2 separate regions of the Mus musculus genome follow, and region 2 is linked to region 1. The links are chromatin contacts, called in public HiChIP or PLAC-seq maps. All regions are on one chromosome and are shown on one strand. Each heading gives the region's core, a stretch centred on a gene start, on an enhancer-like site or on the middle of the called end of the contact. The rest is flanking DNA. Distances are from core to core; before and after follow the strand shown.

Region 1 (5,206 bases), core at 421-2,920:
TGAACAGAGGCAGGACTCAGCATTCATGGAAACACACAGTTAATTTGGGGGCTGACAGTCACATGGTGCCCACATACCATTCTGGTTTCATAGCCCCTAATGCTGTAAGGACCCATGATAGTTGTGATCATAATGTCCTTGAAATAAAACCCCAAAGCGAGAGGCATGGACACATTTAACCAGGGACACTTCCCACAGCGAACATTTATACTTCTGTTTACTGTCTTCTTTCTTGTTAAAAAACAAACAAACAAACAACAACAAAAAAAACAAACAAAAAAAAACCCGAGGTCACCTGGCTTGCCTTGCTAAAGGGGGAAATCTGCATATGTGGGGGGAATTTAGATGCGTTTAAAAGCTAAAACCCTCCTTCATGTGGAACAAGGGACACACAAAGTCCGCCCCATACAGCGTGGTTAAAAGGGACATTCTGCAGTTAAGCCACGTGGTTTGGTTGGAATGGTGATAAGACTACACTTCGTTCATACATAAATGTATTATTATTCTTTCAAAATTAAAACCAGATTCAGAATGTTAGCAGTGAAGTGTTTTACTGCCTCAGAAATGCCCGGGTTGTGTTAGTATGCACATAATCGAGCCAGCTATGAACCGTGCAAACTTATAAATGTTGTCACAGAGCCCATACCAATGTGCTCGTTTGTATGCAGCGCTACAGGGCAGTGGGGAGGCCCTGGAATGTTCTGCAGAGAGCTTGCCAAGTATTATCACTCTCCACATCCTCCACGGGGTGGGTTAACTCCGGCTCCAGTCTCAAGGGATGCGATATTAGCTTGGAAGAGTTATAGCTGTGGAGGGAGGAAGCAGATGACTGACTCTCCCAAACCACAGAGCCAATATCCAGCACATTATATGGCGAGGTTCCTGGTTTAGTTTAAAAAAAAAAAAAAAAGAAAAGAAAAGAAACAAAAGAGTCCTAATCCAGTAAGAATTCTTCCTAAATTGCATTTTAGTAACACAACAAAATCAAAATGGTGCTGAACTAAAGCAAAGAGCATTTGAACAAACATACATACCACTACTGCCCACAGGCTCTGGGAGGAAAAGCCAGCACGCCTGTGGGCATGCACACACCACAGTCCACCCAGAGCACACTCAGGGCCACGCAGGTCCCAGCCAGCTTTACGTCATCTTGCTTTCCACCTCTTTCCTAGGCCAAAATGGCATACTTCTGCTTTGGTCATTACTTAGGAACTTTTAAGTACCGTTAGTTCCCCTATTTCTCGCGGGGGTCGGGGGTGGAGGGGACGGTCACACACTGAAACAGCAGCAGCACAAACCAAAGAATGAAAAGAACAGGCTGGGGTGCCTTTCTTTGAAGCAGCTGAAAACTCTCTGTCCCATTTCTGGAGCCTCAGGGAACAGGCAGGAGGCTTTCTAAGAACGCGCTGTTATAAGAATCTCCCGTGGTCAACAGAGTCCTCCTGTAAGAACTCCTCCCTGAGCTATCCAAGCTACTTAGTGCTCACTGGTGAGAGGGAAGGAGAGGGGCCTGGAGTTACTCCAGGACGAAACAAAGCAGCCGTGGAGACAAAGGGAATGAGAAAGACGGCCTCTGCTAGGAACACCAATTAAAGCAGGATCCTGTCCTTGGCTTTAATCAGTGCCCCTGTGATAAGGCGGCACTGCCACCTCCAGGGAGCAAGCAGCCACAGGAAGCAATCAAGCAGCCTTTGCGTAGGGCTGGGGACGGAACAGGATGAGGACAGCCACTGTGCTGTGTTCCTTTTTAGATGAAGAGAGAGACGAAAGGAGAAACATTCAATTGTCAGCTCCCATGTTACCACAAGCACAACATATCCCTCTTCTCTGTGCCAGTTTGAGAGAGGACTTTGGTGCCACTGGGCCCCGCCAGCTTAAGGAGACAGAAGAGAAAAGGAAGTGGCCTTAGAACTCCACCGAGTTGCGCGTCCCAGCTAACAGTTGTGAGTTCTTACTTTCACTACAGGAGTAGAGTTGACTACAAGGTGGCACGCAGAGGCGTTTTCAGCTGTGCTTCTGAGAATAAAAGGTGTCAATGAGGAAGACATGGACTTGCACACAGGATGCCTAGAGGAACACACATCCAGTCACTCAGGGCTCGATGTGAGGATGCTCAGCTGCTTCTATTCCCTGGGGGTTTTCCGGTTGTTATAGTTGGGCATCCTGAGCCAATCCTTCACATTCGCATGGTCTTAGGAGAGAACTGCAAGAAATTAACCGGAGCCTCCGGGCTGTGGCTGCCCAGTCCCCACCCCCATGCCTGCGGGCAGGAAGAGGAAATAGGGGCTCCCTGGACAGATTCCAGAGCTCATTGCTCCAAGCTCCCCGTGTTTATGGACTTGCTCACTCACCCCAGAGGCCAACCCCGAGCACCTGGAGGAAATTCTTCAGAATGAAAAGCCATAAATCTGTGTTCTCCTTACAAAGATAGACCAAAGAGAGATTGCAGCTCACCAGCAAGATGTCTGGAAAAGTCAATTCGGGGTGGCTAGGGCTCCCTGCAAGGAGAGTCCCATGGCTGATTACTAATATCTCAGGACTCTACATGTGCTGTAAAATCAGCTGTAACCTTAAATGTAATTTCACAGCATTTCTTTCCTGGATGTATTTTCCATCAAGCATGGAAAACCTTTTCCCACAAAAGTGAGAGAACAAAATAGTTTTATAAATGTATTTCGCTTAAAAAAATCAATAAACAAATTTCAATGAGAATTCTGAAGTGCTGGTGGGTGTATGGGAGGAGGGGGGAGGTGCCATGAACCACAGACCATGCTCTCACAAGGACATATATCCAAGGTCATGCGTAGAGTGAGGAGAGACAGAACACTGGTTCTGTTTTCCACAGAACTGGTCCCTGGGGCACTCATGCACGCACATGCACCATGCTGTAAACTTTGAATGAGTTGGTGGTATGTAAGTGGGAGAAAATTGGAGAGAGACTTTAGACTGCTCAATCGTTAATGTGAAACAGCCAGTCTGCATGGCTGAAACAATCCTCCGGCGACACTTTGGTATTTGTTTATTCACACTGAGCTGAATATCCTGTGTTTCCATCCTTTAGAACAGGTTCGAAAAGATTTGAAACCAAATTCAGTGCTTACTGTGTGGATCTGTTCACTGTTAGGAAGGACTCTTCCACAGTTTGATGCAGACTAAGAGATATGCAGAGTGCTGGGCTGGGTCCCAAAGGGAGTAGCTAACTCAGAACGAGCCTGAGCCGCCTCAACAGCCACCATCTTATTGATACAAGACTTGCTGGAGTTACCAAGGGTTTATTTAAGACAGTGTATAGGAAAACCCCAGCACAGCGGAGTGGAAGTGAGGCAGGAAGTCCCTCCCCTTGCCAGGAAACTCTTCACGGTTCATAGCTACAGGAAAGTCTGTTTTCTTCAGTGGTGTGATACTGGGCATATCAATCACACAGACATGGGTTTTTGTTTTTGAGAGAAAGAACATGAAGCTGGGTGGGTATGGAGATCTGGGAGGAGCTGGGGGAGGGAGAGAAATATGACCAACATAATGTCGTATGAAATTCTCAAAGGAAAAAGTAAACATTAAGAAAAAAACAGCAATAGAAGCTAAGTAGCCCAGGCTGGCACGGAACCAGAGTCCTGTCTCAGCCTCACTTGACCTCTCCTTATTGCATTCCCTGATAACTGTTTACATTCTCCTGCTAGAGCTGTGTAAGGTTCCACACTGCAGCAGCAGCAGTGAGATCCGCCCCTGTGGACAGGAGCCAAGCCCAACCGATCGGCTCCCTGTAGCACCGTGCTATCCCATTCACTTTCCTCAAAGCGCAATGCCCAGATATTTGCCCGTGTATAAAATGGTACTCTTGACAGGCATAAAAAAAATCTGCTTTAAAATGTATTTCCTGGCTAGGAGTCCGAATCCATTTTTCTGCTCAAGCCTGATGGATACTTGATCTCCTGTAATCAATGCAGAGGAAGAACCAGTGGATATTAAAATATCATCCTGATATCATGCTGGGAAAGGCATCTGGAGTTCCTGTCCTGAGTGATGTGGGAGGGACAAACTGGACTTCCATCGTTTTTTATCCACCCTTTAACGTGAAATAGTATTTTATTTTCTTTCAGAATCTACGTCAACTTAGTGCTGACTTTGAGACTATCTCTTAAAACTTCTTAGTAATTTAACAATTATCAAAATAATAATGTGTGCAGGGAATAATAGCACAATCACCCTTCATTATGAAGTAAGAAGTCTAGTAATTTCCTGTAGTAAGAATTCTTAAAGGACTAAATATTCTAGGACTCAAAGGTCCCTCTATAGGAAGAGGCTGCTCTGCCTCAAGATCCAAGTCTTGTTCTCAGCTGCTCGCTGAACCGCCTGGGGCGCTCAGGGTTGCCAGGAGGGAGGGATGCTGCACCGGTCGGTGCTCCTGCTTTGCAGTCGAGGATGACCAAGTTCATGGAGATGAGGTAATCTCCATGGCACAGGGGCCAGGGCTCCCTAGTGGTCCAGACTCTGCATCAGACTTTGACATTACCAATTGTTTTTTTCTGCATCAGTTATTTTTAATCAAGTGAGCTCATGCCTCATCTACGTGCATCTTCCCGCCACAGGAACGCCACTGCCCAGTGTCCCGAATGGGCAGATCAAGGTCACAAGCCTTCCCAAAGTGAGGGCGTCACCTCTCAAGGAGGACCACTCTGGGACAATGTAATTAACACAAATGGGATAAAAACATCCACTGTCACATGCCAGTGACTTAAAATGTCCATGACAGCTTTGTGAACGGAAACTATGAAGAATGCTATAGAAAAACCATGCTTACAGCAGCAAATTCAACACCCACAGACAGGGTCAGGACTTACCTCCTTAAGGGCCCATAAATCAAAGATAGCTCTGCTCTTTCCCCTGACCTCCCAAGGACACCCAGAGGCAAGCAGGACCACTTTGCCCCATTCAGTACCCCCTTTACCTAGGATAAGCCTCCTTCACTGGGAGACCCTCTACCCACAACTGATCCTTCTTCAGTCAAGCTCACAGGGAATGATAAGGGTCCAGTGAGTCTCAGCAGCTCTCGTCCTGACTCCACATCTTGCTGCCTATCTTAAAGGGTGGATGTGGACAGAGTCTGGAGGCAAGTACTGGCAGATATTGAAAGACAACCAGGCCAGGATTGGAATCCTAGGTAGGAAGATAATAGCTTCTGAGAGATCATTTTGTTGGATGCTCAGTG
Region 2 (5,429 bases), core at 222-2,721, 300 kb after region 1:
ATGGATATATAACATATCATTCTATGTGTTGTAAAGTCACCTTTAGAAAAGTGGTAATGTAGAATATAAAAGTAAAAAAATAATACTTTTAACATTGAGTAATATCTTTTGAATGTTTGGGATCAGACTAAGTGTATATATATATATTTGGTTTTTCGAGACAGGGTTTCTCTGTATAGCCCTGGAACTCACTTTGTAGACCAGGCTGGCCTTGAACTCAGAAATCTGCCTGCCTCTGCCTCCTGAGTGCTGGGGTTAAAGGTGTATTTCATGTGGTCTATAAGTGCCCTGCCATGAGTTATATTCCTAGCTCTGCCAAGTGCAGTTACTTTTGGGTGTTGGGGGAATGTAGTAGTTTGAGACAGCATCTCCTTGTGTAGCCCAGGCTAACCTCAAACTTAGGATTCTCCTGATTGAGCCTCTTGAGTGCTGGGGCCACAGGTTTATGTTACTATGTATAACCCTCAGGTGATCGTCAAAGTCTACCTCCTAAATGTTGAATTTAGAAGACTTTTGTCCTGGTATGTAAATACCTAGTGTCATGAATAAGGCTACGTATCATCCCTAATATACCAGAGAGACTTTATTATGTCCAATATTCTTTCAGAAAGGAGATAATGTCACTTAAATTAAGTGGTAAGGAGATGATTGGAATTCTGGGAAAGGGAAGGCAGGACAGACAGACAAGCTACACCAGATCCAGTGGAGATCCTTTATCCTGAAGTCTCTAACTTTCTGGAAGAGGATGCTCCTCTAGTATTCCAGCCTTTCTTGCTAGAAGAATGGCCCATTCAGGGAAGTCATGCTCTTCTCACTGCTGAACAGAACAAGCCAAAGGAACCAGGACGCTCTTTCAGTTTGCCCAGTTGAGGTAAACTGGTTTGAATCTCCTTGGTCCATGACAATGGTGGCTTTCCCAACTTCCATGCATCTTTCCAAAGGGATGGGGTGGAAAAGGAGGAGGTGGCAGGTGTGCCTGGCCACTCCCATCGTTTTCTTTCTTTTTATTCCAGGCACCCAGTGGGCTCTTTTAGTGCAATAAAGTAAGTATCTTAGTTCATTTATGCCCCTATAACAGAACATCACTGTCTTATAAACATGCTAATACAAATTTATTGCTGGAAGCTCTGGAGGGTGCAAGTTCTAGGCTAGGGACACCAACAGTTTCAGTATTTGATAAAGCTCACTGTCATCTTCTTGCAATATGGAGCCTTGAAATTTGCCTGAACCTTTACATAACAAAAGGCAGAAGGGTAAGAGACAAGAGGGGGCCAAACGGATCCTGTCATAATGGTATTATCCCCACCTGTTATAGTTGAACACTCTTGGCCTAATTGGTTTTTTTGGTTACACTTCCTCATTCTGTTACAATTGCAATTAAATTCCAACACGGGGTTTGGAGATGACAAATGTTGAGATCATAGCATTAGGACAAAAGACTTCAAAGTCCTTGCCGGCTAGAGCCAGCGAGGGTCAGACATCACGTGAAGAAAGCTCTGAAACCACAGTTAGATGTGGTTTTCACGAATGAGTCAGCTGTGGAATGAGACAGTTCAGCTTGACTACTACGTCACTACCTGGCAGAGGATAAGAGGTCAGAAAACAGCAGCTACTCCGAGACAGACTTGTGGGTAGGGCATCCTGACACTTCAGATTGGTGGAGTGCAGCATCTTGTCACTTCCAAACCCTAACTCAGACACAGAAAATAATTTTCAAAGTGTTAAAGATAGCTAACTAGCCAATAAACACCAACATTACTAGACCAATCCAATAGCATTATTTATTGAAGTTTTAAAGTGTCTACAAATTCATGTCAGATACGTTCGTTTTTAGGTCAATATGGTTTAGTATAAGCAAAGCTCTATTATAGATATCCATTTCTATATTTTATTTATAACTACTATTTTGTGTCTTTAAAATATTTTATTTAAAATATTATGTGTATATGTGCAACTATCTCTTTCTCTCTGTGTGTTTGTGTGTGCACACACATATACATTAGTGGAATGCTCATGGAGTTCAGAAGGTGTCAGATCACATGGAGCTGCAATTCCAAGCCCTTACGAGCTCCCTGACGTGAATGCTCAGCACTGAACACGAGTCTTCTATAAGAGCAGGTTATATTATGTATCACAGAGTTACCTCGTCCGCCTTCTATTTCATATTTAGTTAGTCCATTGTGCTACTAGATATTATCACTAAAAAGTTTGATTTATAGTATCAATTGGTTTGCAGTTGAAAATCTCAAGTGAAGATAGTAGAACGAATTCTCCCTCATAGACCCATTTGTATGGCTCCTTTGATGTCAAAGACTTTGAAAATAATAAGCATACGGACTGGAGAGGTGACTTAGATGTCTTCTGGAAGACCAGGGTTCAATTTCCAGCTCCCACCTGGCACCTCAAAACTCTCTGCAATTCTAGTTCCAGGGGAATCTGACACCCTCACACAGACATACATTCCAGCAAAACACCAAGATAAATAAAATAAAGACAAACCAATCTTTAAAAATTACAAAAGTAAATAAGCAGTGTAATACCATAGCCATTGATGGATCGATGGTTTTAAAATTTTATTTTAGGCTTATTTATTTTATTACTTCATGTGTGTACATGTGTACCTGGTGTCTGCGGAGGTCAGAAGAGGACATTGGATTCTCTGGAACTAGAATTATAGATGGTTGTGAACCGCCATGTGGGTGTTGGGAAAAGAACCCAGGTCCTCTGCAAGAACAACAAATGCTTTTAACAGCTGCGTCAACCCTCCAGCTCTGCCAGTGTGTTTGATTCCAACAGGCCTTGTACCACTGTGGATGACTTAGGAATTTCCTGAGTTTTTCATCAGACAGTCATCTTGCTTTGCAGGGCAGTCTGCTGGTACACGTTGATGCCTTGCCACTTCTGATGCTATTATATTTTAGGTGTAAGAATGTCCCCCATTGGGTTTGAATATTTGATCTTCTGCTTTTGGGATTTTTTTTTTTTTTTTGAGAGGTTTCAGAGCCTTTGGGAGGTAGGGCCTCGCTGGAGGAGATGGATCTTTTTTGAGTTTGGGGTTAGAGTGGGCTTTGAGACTTAGCCTGGCCCTAATTCCTGTCTGAGCTGTTCTTTCTTTCCTTCCTTCCTTCCTTCCTTCCTTCCTTCCTTCCTTCCTTCCTTCCTTCCTTCCTTCCTTCCTTCCTTTCTTTCTTTCTTTCTTTCTTTCTTTCTTTCTTTCTTTCTTTCTTTCTTTCTTTCTTTCTTTCTTTCCTTTCTGCCTGCCTGCCTGCCTGCCTGCCTGCCTGCCTGCCTGCCTGCCTGCCTGCCGTTCTCTCTCTCTCTCTCTCTCTCTTTCTCTCTCTCCCTCTCTCCCTCTTCCCCTCTCCCTCTCCCTCTCCCTCTCCTTCTTTTTCCCCCTTGGGTATTTTCTTTATTTACATTTCAAATGTTTTCCCCTTTTCAGATCTCCGAAACCCTCTTCCTCCTCTCCCTCCCCCTGCTTCTATAAGGGTGCTCCCCCACTCACCCACCCACCCACTCCTGCCCTGGTATTCCCATACACTGGGGCATTGAACACCCTCAGGCCAGAGGGCCTCTCCTCCCACTGATGTCTAACAAGGCCATCCTCTGCCACATATGTGGCCAGCGCCATGGGTTGCTCCATGTGTACTCTTTGGTTGGTGGTCCAGTCCCCGGGAGCTCTGGGGCGTCTGGCCTGTTGACAGTGTTCTGAGCTGTTTTCTTACACACACAATGTGAGCAAGCCTCTTTATGGTCCCACTATAGCCATGTGCCTTTCCTGCTGGGATACCTTCAAACAATAAGCCCAATTAAGTCTTTTCTTTTCAGAGTTGCTTCTTCACAGGTGTTTGGCTACTGTAATGAGACAGTTAACTAAAATAGATACAGCTTACATCTCATTTAAGGTTTTAACATTTGCTAAACATTGTTCTTCTGCAACTGTTATAAAATCGAGTACTGACTTCCTTTGTTATAAAAATGATCTTGTGTCTTACCAGGTAATAATTTTGTCTTACAGTTGTTTATTGAAGGCCGTATAATAGGATGTAAACTTTGCCACTCAGCTGGAGTGGTTGCCATTATTTTTTCTTGTTGCTTAAAAAAACTGAATGGGACCAGAGAGATGGCTCAGCGGTTAAGAGCACTGACTGCCCTTCTAGAGGTCTTGGGTTTAATTCCCAACACCCACATGGTGGCTCACAACCATCTGTATTGGGATCTGATGTCCTCTCTTGATGTGCCTGAAGACAGCTATGGTGTACTCAAGAAGAATAATAAAAAAATCTTTAGAAAACTGGATATGTTTCTTTTTTTAATTTAATTTAATTTTTGATACTATGCTATAATTATGATGTCTTTCTCTCCTCTTTCCTCCCTTCAAACTCTCTCATACAACCCTGTTGCTTCCCTTCAAATTCGTGTTCTCCTTTGTAAAAACTAATTGTTATTGTATGTGTGTGTGTGAATATATTTGTGTGTAGATATTCATCTGTCTTAGGGTTTCATTGCTTCAAAGAGACATCATGACCATGGCAGCTCTTATTAAACAAAACAAAACAAATCAAAACAAAACAAAACAACAAAATATTTAATTGGGGGCTAGCTTATGGTTTCAGAAGTTCAGACCATTATCATCATGGCAGGAAGCATGGCAGCATCCAGGTAGACATGGTGCTGGAGAAGGAACTAAGAGTTCTGCATCTTGATCTGTAAGCAGCAGAAGGAAACCATGTACCACACTGGGTATACCTTGAACATGGGAGACCTCAAAGCCTGCCTCTACATTAATTCACTTCCTCTGACAAAGTCACACCTCCAAATAGAGCCACTCCCTATGGCCAAGCATTCAAATACGTGAATCTTTGTGGGTCATTCCCATTCAAACCACCATAGCATTTATTCCTAAATATAACCTCTTCAGGGCATATAATGATATTTGTATGCGTGTCTTCAGGGATGAGCACTAGGCACTGAACGACCAATAGGCATGCTCTTCCCTGGTAAGACCACCCCTCCTGCTGTTAGCCTCCCTCAGTTGCCTATAGCTCTTGGTGCAGGGCTGAATCCTTATGCACTTTTTTCTAAGAGACACATTTTCCATCACATTTGAGCAGTCATGCTGGTAATGCTCTCTGGTTGTAGCTTCTGACATTACTAGGAGACACAGTCTTTTTAAAAAATTTTTTTTATTAGGTATTTTCCTCATTTACATTTCCAATGGTATCCCAAAAGTCCCCCATACCCTCCCCCCACTACCCCCTCCCACTTCTTGGCCCTGGCGTTCCCCTGTACTGAGGCATATAAAGTTTGCATGACCAATGAGCCACTCTTTCCACTGATGGCCGACTAGGTCATCTTCTGATACATATGCAGCTAGAGACACGAGCTCCGGGAGGTACTGGTCAGTTCATATTGTTGTTCCACCTATA

Evidence for each region. HiChIP or PLAC-seq counts read pairs in DNA pulled down with a chosen protein or histone mark.
Region 2: a contact with region 1 is called in a FOXA1 HiChIP or PLAC-seq map of pancreatic cancer cells. The contact joins two enhancer-like sites. A contact is called at or near these places in 1 of 115 datasets of contacts at active chromatin or transcription factors (pancreatic cancer cells) and 1 of 9 other capture datasets (adipose tissue).

What each region holds. Positions count from the first base shown.
Region 1 is chr15:27,782,136-27,787,341 of GRCm38.p6, forward strand. The region is part of intron 34 of Trio (triple functional domain (PTPRF interacting)); the gene reads right to left. Among named protein-coding and RNA genes, the nearest start is that of Otulinl, 100 kb to the left of the region's middle. Within about 2 kb of position 1,671, at least 256 of the 459 cell types and tissues checked have an H3K27ac peak or open chromatin away from gene starts, as enhancers often do. A contact at or near this core is called in pancreatic cancer cells, where this site is marked.
Region 2 is chr15:28,079,855-28,085,283 of GRCm38.p6, forward strand. No RefSeq gene overlaps it. Among named protein-coding and RNA genes, the nearest start is that of Gm31458, 16 kb to the left of the region's middle. Within about 2 kb of position 1,472, at least 67 of the 459 cell types and tissues checked have an H3K27ac peak or open chromatin away from gene starts, as enhancers often do. A contact at or near this core is called in pancreatic cancer cells, where this site is marked.